Regions from separate parts of the Mus musculus genome. Here regions 1, 2 and 3 are each linked to region 4. Evidence: chromatin contacts called from public Hi-C, HiChIP or PLAC-seq and Micro-C data. All regions are on one chromosome and are shown on one strand. The core of a region is the stretch at or near the end of the contact, and the rest is flanking DNA. Distances in the headings are between cores, read along the strand shown.

What was found. A called contact is a pair of places that touch in the nucleus more often than the background predicts. HiChIP or PLAC-seq counts read pairs in DNA pulled down with a chosen protein or histone mark.
Region 1: an H3K4me3 HiChIP or PLAC-seq map of the SCID.adh cell line shows a contact between it and region 4, with 16 read pairs. The contact joins the enhancer-like site here to the promoter of Mapkapk2 in region 4. A contact is called at or near these places in 6 of 39 promoter capture datasets (the C10 cell line, cranial neural crest, hippocampal neurons and 2 more), 3 of 484 Hi-C or Micro-C datasets (the G1E-ER4 cell line, embryonic stem cells and pro-B cells), 9 of 115 datasets of contacts at active chromatin or transcription factors (the SCID.adh cell line, embryonic stem cells, forebrain and 4 more) and 1 of 9 other capture datasets (embryonic stem cells).
Region 2: a Micro-C map of embryonic stem cells shows a contact between it and region 4, with 3 times the contacts expected there. The contact joins the promoter of Cd55 here to the promoter of Mapkapk2 in region 4. A contact is called at or near these places in 1 of 39 promoter capture datasets (pre-B cells), 1 of 15 datasets of contacts at CTCF or cohesin (large pre-B cells), 1 of 484 Hi-C or Micro-C datasets (embryonic stem cells) and 2 of 115 datasets of contacts at active chromatin or transcription factors (large pre-B cells and pro-B cells).
Region 3: a contact with region 4 is called in a Hi-C map of CD4 T cells, with 2.4 times the contacts expected there. The contact joins the enhancer-like site here to the promoter of Mapkapk2 in region 4. A contact is called at or near these places in 1 of 39 promoter capture datasets (embryonic stem cells), 2 of 484 Hi-C or Micro-C datasets (CD4 T cells and CD8 T cells) and 1 of 115 datasets of contacts at active chromatin or transcription factors (large pre-B cells).

Annotation. Positions count from the first base shown.
Region 1 is chr1:130,546,816-130,549,515 of GRCm38.p6, reverse strand. The region is part of intron 2 of Gm16083 (a long non-coding RNA gene); the gene reads right to left. It also overlaps a transcript of Zp3r not described here. Among named protein-coding and RNA genes, the nearest start is that of Gm16083, 33 kb to the right of the region's middle. Within about 2 kb of position 1,360, at least 59 of the 459 cell types and tissues checked have an H3K27ac peak or open chromatin away from gene starts, as enhancers often do. A contact at or near this core is called in the G1E-ER4 cell line, the SCID.adh cell line, memory CD8 T cells and 1 more, where this site is marked.
Region 2 is chr1:130,461,340-130,464,145 of GRCm38.p6, reverse strand. It overlaps Cd55 (CD55 molecule, decay accelerating factor for complement), which reads left to right and starts at 1,402. Exons shown (of 10, transcript NM_010016.3): 1 at 1,402-1,576; 2 at 2,139-2,324. The coding sequence starts at 1,477.
Region 3 is chr1:131,651,777-131,654,476 of GRCm38.p6, reverse strand. All of the region lies in intron 1 of Ctse (cathepsin E), which reads right to left. Among named protein-coding and RNA genes, the nearest start is that of Ctse, 15 kb to the right of the region's middle. Within about 2 kb of position 1,261, at least 16 of the 459 cell types and tissues checked have an H3K27ac peak or open chromatin away from gene starts, as enhancers often do. A contact at or near this core is called in CD8 T cells, where this site is marked.
Region 4 is chr1:131,096,422-131,099,254 of GRCm38.p6, reverse strand. It overlaps Mapkapk2 (MAP kinase-activated protein kinase 2), which reads left to right and starts at 1,412. Exons shown (of 10, transcript NM_008551.2): 1 at 1,412-1,966. The coding sequence starts at 1,730.

The DNA.
Region 1 (2,700 bases), core at 111-2,610, 550 kb after region 4:
GTCTTTTGTTGCTGCTTTTCTGCCTGAGTCAGAAAGCAGCCACTTTAACCCTCCCAGCGCCCCACCCCCCAACACTTAATAAAGGACTTCTCTGTGAAAACACAGGTGTTTGTGGTTTGTTTCTAATCCTGAGAAAGGGGAACCCCCTGCTGTGCATGGCCGATCTCCTAACCGATCCAGGTTCCCTTCCCAGCCCCTGGTGTCAGGTGGTTCCTAACTGCCAGTAACCCCAGCTTCAGGGATATGCGATGCTCTGGTCTCCACTTACTGTACACACGCCCACCAACCTACCTACCCACACCTATATATGAATAACTGACAACAAATCCAAATTCTTATTTTGAAATAGGAATTCAATGAAATGAGGGAAGAAGGAAAGGGAACAGTAAAGAAAACAGATGAAATACAAGGAAAAAAGAAGAGAGCAAAGTTTTGGAAAGAGAAAGCAGAAAGTTTCAAAATATTTTTAAAAACGAAAGACAAAAACAATAACTAGATTGTTTTAGTGCAAAATTAAGACAATTAAAAAAAAACACAAGACAGAGAAAGAAAGAAAGAAAGAAAGAAAGAAAGAAAGGAGAGAAAAGAAAAAAGAAAAGAAAAGAAGAGAAAGGAAGGAAGAAAGGATGGGCTGGAGAGATTGCTCAGCGGTTAAGAACATTGACTGCTCTTCCAGAGATCCTGAGTTCAATTCCCAGCAACCACATGGTGGCTAACAACCATCTGTGATGAGATTGGATGACCTCTTCTGGTGTGTCTGAAGACAGCTACAGTGAGTGTACTTATATATAATAAATATATAAATCGAGAGAGAGAGAGAGAGAGAGAGAGAGAGAGAGAGAGAGAGAGAAGAAAGAAAGAAAGAAAGAAAGAAAGAAAGAAAGAAAGAAAGAAAGAAAGAAAGAAAGAAAGAAAGAAAGAAAGAAAATCCAGTAAGGTAACTTCAAAAAGTTACAAAAGTATAGTAGAGACTAAAAGTGGAAACCAGGCACTAAAGGACTTCCCAGCAGAGAAAAGATACATAAACAAACTTAAATGGATGCGTGGCCTAGCAAAACGAAAGCACAGAAGGGCTGTAAGTACGTTAAAATGAAAATACTACCTAAAAAGCCGAAACATGGGAAGGGAAGAGAAAAACTTGACGTGTGAGAGAGGCACTTTTTGGGTTTGAAACCGGGCTACTGTTGTGCTATATCGCGAGGAGTGGGGTAAAGGAACTCAGGATTTCCCACGGTTTACACGGATGCCGAAGTTGTATGGGGCTTTTCGGTGTTACCTGGGGGAGGCGGGTGGGGGTCGGGGGTGGAAGGGAGGGCAAGCAACGCTTTAGTAGCGTCCATTCCTTGTGTTCTGGCGCACTCTGCTGGCCCAATTTAGCTTTGCAGACTGCAGCTCAATTTGTTCCTACCATACCTTTGTTTTCTATAAAGCACACTTCACCAAAACAGTAAACACAAGCCCTTAGACACAGCTTTCTATAAAATTCGATAGGACTTTCTAGAAGTCTTCCGGAGTATTCTCCATTCGGCTAAGGAGTACTACGAAGCCTGGTCAGTTAGTGGGTGGATGAGAACTGACAATCACCCCTCCACCTTGCACTCACACAGCTTGGCGCGCTCCATTGAGTTGTTGATGATTTGCATGTTGAGCCACAGGCTAAGGGTGAGGCAAGCGAGGTATTCGAAGTGGGCATCAAAACAAGGAAGGAAAGTAAAAATCCCCGGTAACCAAGATAAAGACAATTTTAGTGCACTGTTTCATCTGTTATCTTTTGACAATTTTGTACCTATAACCGTTCAGTTTCAATCCGTCATTACACTCTTATCCCACCACTGAGTCCTGTTTTGGAGCAAATCCACTCCTAGTTTGATATCTTTCTTTCTTTCTTTCTTTTTTTAAACACCATGTGAGTTTATGTTTGTTGGCATGAGTAGCGGGTTGTTTACTGGAAGGTGGGGAGTTGACCATTAGCACACCACTAAAGAAAGTAACTTCCTCCCCTGAGCAATGATTCGGCCTGCTGTCACCCAGGGTTCATAGAGCCTGAGCAGCCTTGCCCCACATGTGGGGAGATGGTGACAGTCAGATTCTTAGGTGGGTCCTGTGCAGGTGTCCACAATCCAGTGAACCAGTAAGAACGTAGCTGTGTGATCAGAAGACTCCCTTGCTAAGCATTCCTTCCCAGCCTCTGGTTACATTCTTGCTGCCCCCCTTCCACGATGCTCTCTGAGGCTTGGAGGTGGTGACACAGATGTCCTTTTTATTGCTGAGTATGTCCCAGTTGTCCGTTCACTTAATAGGTCTCTGTGTTAACCTCCACCCACAGGAAACATTTTCATAATGGATGCTGGGAACGGCCATAATCCACGTGGTTCATTGAGAAGTATGTAGAAAGCAACTTGATGCTCAATCCTTCTGCCGAACAACGGAACAACGGCAGGAGGCTCTGCCCAACCAAGTTCACTGTGCAGGCGTGGGTTTCCTGCTGGGGCTCAGGTTTCAAATCCAAAAAGTCTTTGTTACCCAGGTAATTGTTTTGTAATATTGAGTGGTGGGCATATCAGAAGCTGGGTAGGATTGTTGCTGGTTTTTCTCCACCAGCAGCTTCTAAGGCCCCTTCTAACACCATGAAAGCGAGCCAACACGGAGGAAGCTTCTAGCTCCCATTCAGCCTGCCTTCTCTACCTCCCACAACTCACA
Region 2 (2,806 bases), core at 153-2,652, 640 kb after region 4:
CTCTACCTTCCAAGTTTACAGGCATGAGTCGCTAGGGTATGATGTCAACTCCAGAACCCTTAAATACTGTTAGATTTCAACAAACACCTATAAAGCAACCCTTTCCTGTAATCTCGGCAACAGGAAAACACGGTGCTTGGGTAACTAAGTAAGCAAGAATCAGAAGAAAACACTTGTTAAAAACCAGTTTGCTCTTCAAAAGCTCACACTAACCAATAAGGAACCACAAGAAAACTTTAGGAATGGTTATCAGTATATGACAAACACTCCCACAACTGGTCTACCATTGAAGGCTGAGTTTCTGGTGAGGGATTTCACCAGTTGGGTAAAACACCTATATAAAAAGGGAATTCATAGTGGGACACTGCTAACCAGACCCAGACACACAAAGGGGAGCACTTTGGGGCTTTTTACATGAGGGCCTGTGGCAACTTACCTCTGCTTCCTCCCACCTCGACCCTCCCGGTGGGGATTTGCAGGAGACACATGGTGTGGTACATGGCTCTTTACTCTGGATATCACACGCATGTGGGGCTTCATAAACCGGGTTGCACAGTGACCAGCCAATACCAAATAATCCTAATTCCTAGTGCTGTCCTCAAGAGAGGTTCAGTTTATTCCATGCACAGCTTCACCTTCTGCATTCTTTTCTTTCCTTTTCTTTTTCAATTAATTAATTTAATGCTCTGGTGTGATTCCAATGTGTGGATCGCTTTGTTTGTCACTGTTCTTCACACCACGAAATAAATCTTTTTCTTAAGCTCTACTATTTATTCCTGAATTCTATTTCATAGCAGGACTGAAATAATCCCAAAGTCGAATTCAGGTGGTATCCTTGGTCCATATCTATAACCAGGGCTAAGAAGGTGACTCCTCACCCAGATAGGGTCTGAAAAACCTCAGCCAAGCTCCCTAGATCTCTGCATATTGTTTGTGACCGGTTCTGGCAGGCTGATCCCTCCCTGTTTTCTTGGATCCTATCCTATTTTCTGTTTTGACACCATGGTGAGACCTAGGAGACACACTCTTGGTCAGCAGCTCCCACCCTCCCATCTGACATCTTCCAGCTGAAGCCACAGGGGTCCTGGGTGTTTCCCTATTTCTCAGCTCCCTCTGGCTCAGGAATTCCACCGCGCCTACCCTTCCCTTTGCAAGCACTCAGCACACCAGAGTTGGGAGTGTGGGTAGCTTTCTGCTGGAGCAGAGTGCTGACACAGAGTACTGGGGGAGTGAAGCGCCCTCCTTTAGAAGGTACTCCCCCAGACCCCAGACCCCACTCCCGCCGGACAACTAGGTCCCCTGGGTGAAGCTAGAGGCCAGGCACCCGCCCTCATTAATGAGGGAACGCCCTCTTGCACGCAGGCTGCCCCACCCAGGGTGACGAGGGCCCTGCCCCGCCCCGCCACAGCTGCTCAATTAACTGCGGCTCAAAACAGCTCCAGCCGCAGCCGGGCAAGGTCTCTTCTACCTGGGGCTATGATCCGTGGGCGGGCGCCTAGGACTCGGCCATCACCGCCGCCTCCGCTGCTGCCGTTGCTGTCGCTGTCTCTGTTGCTGCTGTCCCCAACTGTACGCGGTGAGTGGCCAATGCGCGACGACCGGCTGGCTGCCCGCCAGGGGGCGCATGCTCAGCAGACATTGTGTCCCAGTAACTGGGGGCTCCGCTGCTGGGTGCCGGCGGCCAGCGGGAGGGATGGGGGTGGAATGCTGGGCTATCTGGGCTGTGACTGGATCCCCTCCGCGATCAGAGACCGTGGCAACACCAAAAGGGAGGGTTGAGTGCGAATCTCCAACCCTGCTCCTGGCTCTTTTATTCTTAAGGTGGAAGCTAGATGGCTGGCCACCTGCGCCGGTGAGAGACTGGTCGCGAGCAGCTACCGGGTGTCTTATCTCGCGCCTTGCTCGCTGCAGTGTTCCTGTGGATATTAAGTAGATTCTGAACGACTCAAGGCGGGTGGGAATTTACTCCCTACTTAGTTTTTGTCTTGTGTTCACGAGAGTCCAAGCATTCCAAGTTCCTGAGGGGCAAGTTCAGCCCTGGCAGGAAGGTAAGAGCCATTGCTGCTTCTCTTGTTCCAGGTCTGGGGAAAGAAAGCTCCTTGCCAACTTCAGTTTTACACCTGCTCTTTTCTTCCTAGGAGACTGCGGCCCACCTCCAGACATTCCTAATGCCAGGCCAATCTTGGGCAGACACTCCAAGTTTGCTGAGCAAAGCAAAGTGGCATACTCGTGTAATAACGGCTTTAAACAAGTTCCAGACAAGTCAAACATAGTTGTCTGTCTTGAAAATGGCCAATGGTCGAGCCACGAAACATTCTGTGAGAGTAAGTTCTTCATTTCTCTTTCTGAAAAGTTTTGGGAATGTGGATCTCGTTGAGGTTATTTTTATGCCTCTTTGGAGTGACTGGTAATTGATAGTTTTCTAGCATTATTAAACCCCAGGGTATACATGTTGGCAGTTTACACTCGAGCTAATTGAAGGCGGTACTTCCTATGGCAAGTCCTGCTTCTTCATTAAGAGTTTTTCTTTCTATTGTACAGGCTAGTAGAGAAAAAAAATGATAGGTACTGTTTAGGGAGTAAATTATATGTGAATATATTTGGCAATTACCCTGAGACACACACCCTGGTGATCTGTCTTGTTCAACTCTATTTTGTTAAGTAATGGATACAAGTCTTGGGAGACATTTTGAGGTCTTACTTCAAAAAAAAAAAATCTGTTGTACATATAGCCCTATGTTATCTTTAAGATATAGTTTTAGGTTGTTCTGGCATATCATCTGAACATTATACTAGACGGTATGTG
Region 3 (2,700 bases), core at 12-2,511, 560 kb before region 4:
CGAAGCTGCCACCTGCCTTCCTGATGGCACAGAAGAAAGGTATTGACTACTGTCCTGTAGTCAGAAGAATGAACAAATGTAGAGGCCCTCTCCTACAGGCAAAGCTGAGTCTGACTGAGACTCTCACCGAGCAGGATGACAGGATAATGCCCTGTGTAGTATCTGCGATGAAGACAGTGGGGGCCGAAAATGTGGGACGGGAACGGTCAGGAGTGGGCTCACAGTTTCACTACAGAGGAAAGTTGTGGGAGGCTTGGGTGGGCAGTGGAGCACAGATGCCGGCCCAGCCCCCTCCAGGTGATCCAGTGATCTCTTCATACGAACTGACAGAAGTAGAAAGTGATAAAGAAAAATGGACTCAAGTATCTGTCGGGTGATGAGAAGGTAGGTCAGACTCAGTGGAGGACTGGAGGGTCTAGGACTTGGAGCTCCTTTTAGTGGCAGATCCTCTCCAAGGTCCTAAAGATGTCTTTCCCTCTTACGTTACAGTGCCTGTGTGTTTTGCATTTAATGAACATGGCTGAGCTAAAACAAAGTGATTCTGAGGAGGCTCAGATGCTGCGTGACCTGGACATAAGTGACATTATAGAAATAGAATTCTGGGAAAGTAGGGATGATCTAAACCCCCTGTTCATCACATGCCAGAGTAGTTTTTTCCAAGCCACTTTAGCAGTCTACGAGACAGCAGACATTACTGGAAAGGTCAGCGCTGTAAGTTAAGTGAATTTTGCAGCCACAGGAGGGAGGCATTCTCAGGACGGGAGAGGAATCTAAAGGCTGTATTCTATTGTCAGGAGAATCCTTTTTCAGGCTCAGCTCCAGCTCTCTCAGAGTTCTCAGCTCTGTCCTGTGGCCCTGTCCTCTTCAGTTCCCAGGCCAATTGCCCCATCTTTAGCCTCAGGGAGGCCGGACAACCCTGCAGGTGGGGCAGGAACTCCCTCCGTGGCTTCCTTCTTACTCTTCCTGCTTCTCCTCTTCTGTCTCCCTCTTAGTTCAAGATATATTCATTGCAGAGATTGCCCACCTTAACAAAGATGTTCTGGGTGAGATGGTGGGTGCTTATAACCCTAATACTCTGGATGCTGTGGCAGCGGGCCAACAGGAATCTTGAGGCTAGCCTGAGCTACCTAGTGGGGTTCTTAGTCAAAGCAAAAGTACAATGGAAAAAAAAAAACTATGCAAATCACCACTCACAGCTGATCATTCACTTTTAACGTTTACCTCCCCCCCCCCCCCAGGATGTGGAAGGTGTTTCCGTGGGAGGAAAGGAGGGACACACAGGGCCACGCCCTGCCTGAGTGGAGCACATTTGCATCCTGCCTTATGTTGGTGCAACAAGAACATAGACAATATGGGTCGATTCCACGTGAAGTATATATGAAATTATCAAACTCCAAAATAACAGAAAATGTTTATCTCTGGATATAACCATTTGTTGTAAGCTAGCTTTAGCCATAAAATCGTTTCCACAGGAAAGGAAAATTTCCCAAGGCAGCTTTGATGGCTGCTTTTTCCAGTATCTTATTTCTATGGAAACCCCTGCTGTCAACACAGATAGGCAGCTTTTGAATTTCAGATGTCAGGCGTACATTTCCCACTGCTGACTGATACTACCCAGGTCAGTAGTACATGCTGCTAGCAACAATAGCAGTAGAGCTGTGCCCAGCATGCTCTTCTGTGGATAGTTGAGGCACTGTGTGAGCCAATTAGATTCAAGAAGTGACTGACAAGCCGGGCGGTGGTGGCGCACACCTTTAATCCCAGCACTTGGGAGGCAGAGGCAGGTGGATTTCTGAGTTCGAGGCCAGCCTGGTCTACAGAGTGAGTTCCAAGACAGCCAGGGCTACACAGAGAAACCCTGTCTCAAAAAAACAAAACAAAACAAAACAAAACAAAAATAAAAAAAAAAGAAGTGACTGACAGTCTTTAGTTCTCTCTCTCTCTCTCTCTCTCTCTCTCTCTCTCTCTCTCTCTCTCTCTCTGTGCGTGCATGCACGTGGCGTGTACAGGCTGGAGTTGGCATCGGTGGTCTTTCTCTACAGGCTCCCCTTTACTCACTAACTTTTGGTGTGTGTGGTGTTTGCGCACCTTCGCGCAAGAGCACATTTGAAGACTATGTGTCTTTTCTTTCTTTCTCTCTCTCTCTTTCTTTCTTCCTTTCTTTCTTTCTTTCTTTCTTTCTTTCTTTCTTTCTTTCTTTCTTTCTTTCTTTCTCTCTCTCTCTGTCTCTCTCTCTCTTTCTTTCTTTCTTTCTTTCTCTCTCTCTCTGTCTCTCTCTCTCTCTCTCTCTTTCTTTCTTTCTTTCTTTCTTTCTTTCTTTTTTCCTTCCTTCCTTCCTTCCTTCCTTCCTTCCTTTCTTTCTTTCTTTCTTTCTTTCTTTCTTTCTTTCTTTCTTTCTTTCTTTCTTTCTTTCTTTCTTTCTTTCTTTCTTTTTGAGACAGGGTTTCTCTGTACAGCCCTGGTTGTCCTGGAACTCACTCTGTAGACCAGGCTGGCCTCGACCTCGAACTCAGAAATCTGGCAATCTGGCAATCCCCGTACGCCTAAGTGTTAGGTTAGAAATATGGGTCACCATGCTCAGTTTTAGGTGATTGCTGGGCATCTTCACTCAGGACCGCACCCTTATGCAGCAAGCACTTTACCAGTTGAGCCCTCTCCCCAGCCCAGACTTTGGTCCCCAGACCAATGTCCTAATATCAC
Region 4 (2,833 bases), core at 163-2,662:
GCTGCAGACTGAGGAGAGCCAATGTGCCTTCTATTCCCAGGTCTGTATCTGCCACACTGCTAACCCAACTACTGCATCTATCCCCCTCCCCCCCCCCCCCCCCCCAGTTAGAATTATCACCACAGGGATGAGCGAGAAGTATTGAGCACTGAAAAAGCGCTTGTCTCCTTGATCCATAGTGAGTTGGATCTCAAGAGGGGGCCTACAGTCCTCCACCTGTTCATCTCTGTCTTCCTTGGAACAAGTATCTTCCGGAAATCTAAACAGGGAACAGCAAATGAGTCTTGCCATCCTGGGCTATGTCTCCAACGCCCTTTTCTCAGGGCACTGTCTCGTCTCCAGAGTTTTGTTGGGACATATTAAAGACTTTGTGTGACCATGGGTCAGGTCTCATCTTTAATTTGTCTGTATTAGTAAGTAAACCAGAGCTTTGTATCTATCTTGTTCCTTTGTCTCATTTCTTAACTGCTGTAACAGTCAAACCCTTGTGGATCTCAGCAGTGCTACAGGCCAGTTAGGCCCAGAGATTTGTACTAGAACTAGGTTGCTTCAGGACTACTTATTGGCTATGGCCGCAGGGACCATTTCCCCAACTCTAGAACCATTTCCCAGCCCTTCCCCTTGCTCTATAATCGCAATGAATTAAGAACACAAATGTATAAGTGTACCTCCCAGAGAGACATGAAGTTTGTGGGTATTTTAAGACAGAGTCTGTCTTTGTTGTTCAGGCTGGCCCTGTGACTTGTTATCCTCCTGCTTCAGTCTCCTGCATATAGCCGGGATAACAGGTGGCTAGAGTGCCCCATTCCATCTTGGGTCATTTTGGGTTTATATAAAAATATGTTCGAATTCATAATAATTAAATTGTTCGTGGTATCACAGTAGTACATTCTTCTCAGTGAAAACCAGTAAGTCCATGAGAGAAAAAAAAAGTAAAACTCACAAGTATGTTAAGGAAATTGTTACTATTGCCTGACACCTGATCCTAGGATGAATAGTCTCTCTTATTCCCCCAGTCCTGGCCCCCGGATTCTCGCTCTGCTCGGGTACCCCTCACCCCCCACCCACAGAGTCCACGTAGAAAGATTCTTATCAATTATCCGTTTCTTTCAAAATACATCTCCTCCAATTCTCCGATGACCTGTCTTCTAGATCCAAGCAGCTGGAGGAGTGAGGGTTTTGTTTGAACTATCCAGCAGCTTTTCTTTTGCCCTCCTCCCTTTCCCCTCTGCCCGGCCCGGGTTAAGAACTAGGATGTCTCGATGCCCTCCACAAGCCCGCTTGCTCGCAGTCCCTAAGCTCTCCCGCCACTGGACTTCCTCCCCTTTAAGGCCCACCCCTCCCCCATGTCCACGCCTCCCAGTCAAGCCCCACCCTCGATCCTCCCCTTTAAGGACTAGCCCAGGACGCCGAGCAGCCTGTGACGCGGCCGCCGCCCCCGGGCTGGTACTTCTCGGCGCGGCGATTCCTCCGGCCGGGCCCTGCCGTCCCGCGTTCCCCGGAGCGCACGTCTCCGGGGGGAGGGAGCAGGGCTGGTGGGCGCCCGCGGCGCACAGCGGGACCCACGGGGCCCCGCGACCAGCCGAGCCTGGAGCCGGGCCGGGGCGGGGCAGCCGGCTCCAGCCCGGAGCAAACTTCGCCGCCGGGCGGGGCGTGGCGGGGACCCGGGCCCGAGCCGGAGGAGGGGGCGGCCGCGGCCCCTGCCTCTGCGCGCGAGTCGCCGGGCACCATGCTGTCGGGCTCTCCGGGCCAGACTCCGCCGGCGCCTTTCCCCAGCCCTCCACCGCCAGCCCCGGCCCAGCCGCCGCCGCCGTTCCCCCAGTTCCACGTCAAGTCGGGCCTGCAGATCCGAAAGAACGCCATCACCGACGACTACAAGGTCACCAGCCAAGTGCTTGGCCTGGGCATCAACGGGAAGGTGCTGCGGATCTTCGACAAGAGAACCCAGCAAAAATTCGCCCTAAAGGTAAGTCTGGGCCGCCCGGGATCGCGCTGAGATCCGGTGCAGCTTCCGGTCACCCCGCGAGTGGCCGGCACCCGAGAGGACTCACGGGGACTGCCATGTTGGGGTGTGAGTGGGATCCAGCCTGGTGGCCACTCTTGGGACCCGGACGGCCTCTGCTCGCTTTACCCGGCGCCGAGGACACGGTGGCCTCGTCCTCCCTCCCTCCTTCCTTTCTGCGGGCACAAAAGGCCCTTTACTCATTGAGCTGGTTGGTCGGTCGGTTTGGAGAAGTTCGCTCTCTGAGGTTTCCTTAACCCTACTCCTTATTTGGGAGCCGGAATGTGACTTCGCTCTCCTCGGCCTCGCGAGGTCGGCGCGCAGCGGTGGGGCGCGTCGGCGCGGAGCGGCGCGGCACTGGAGACTGGGGACCCCGCCTCCGTGCCCCGCGATCGTCTGGAACCGCCAGCGCCTGGCCTGCGCTGCCCCTTAGGCTTGCGCCGGGCTGTTTCCATTGCTCCCTCCACCGTAGGAAACCTTGTCTGTAAGCCAGGCTTGGCCTAGTGCTGGTACACTGGTCCCTGGTAGCCGGAGACTCAAAGGCAGGAAATACTATTCCTGCATTTGGGAAACCCACTCTTAATCTCTGTGGGTCTACCCGTCTCTGCTTCTGTCGGTGGTAGTGGAGAATGGGGATTTCAAAAGGTCCAAGTGAAGCAGGGAAGGCTGTCATTCAGGGTCACTGCAAAGTTTTCTTCTCTCAAGGGTTTCAGGTTACACCATATCTCTAAAGGTCACTTGTCAGGTTTCTTTCTCCTGGGGTGTCTCAATGATTGGAGGAGCAAAGTACTTCCTGTGTTATATTTTGCTCTTCCCCTTCAGCCCACACAA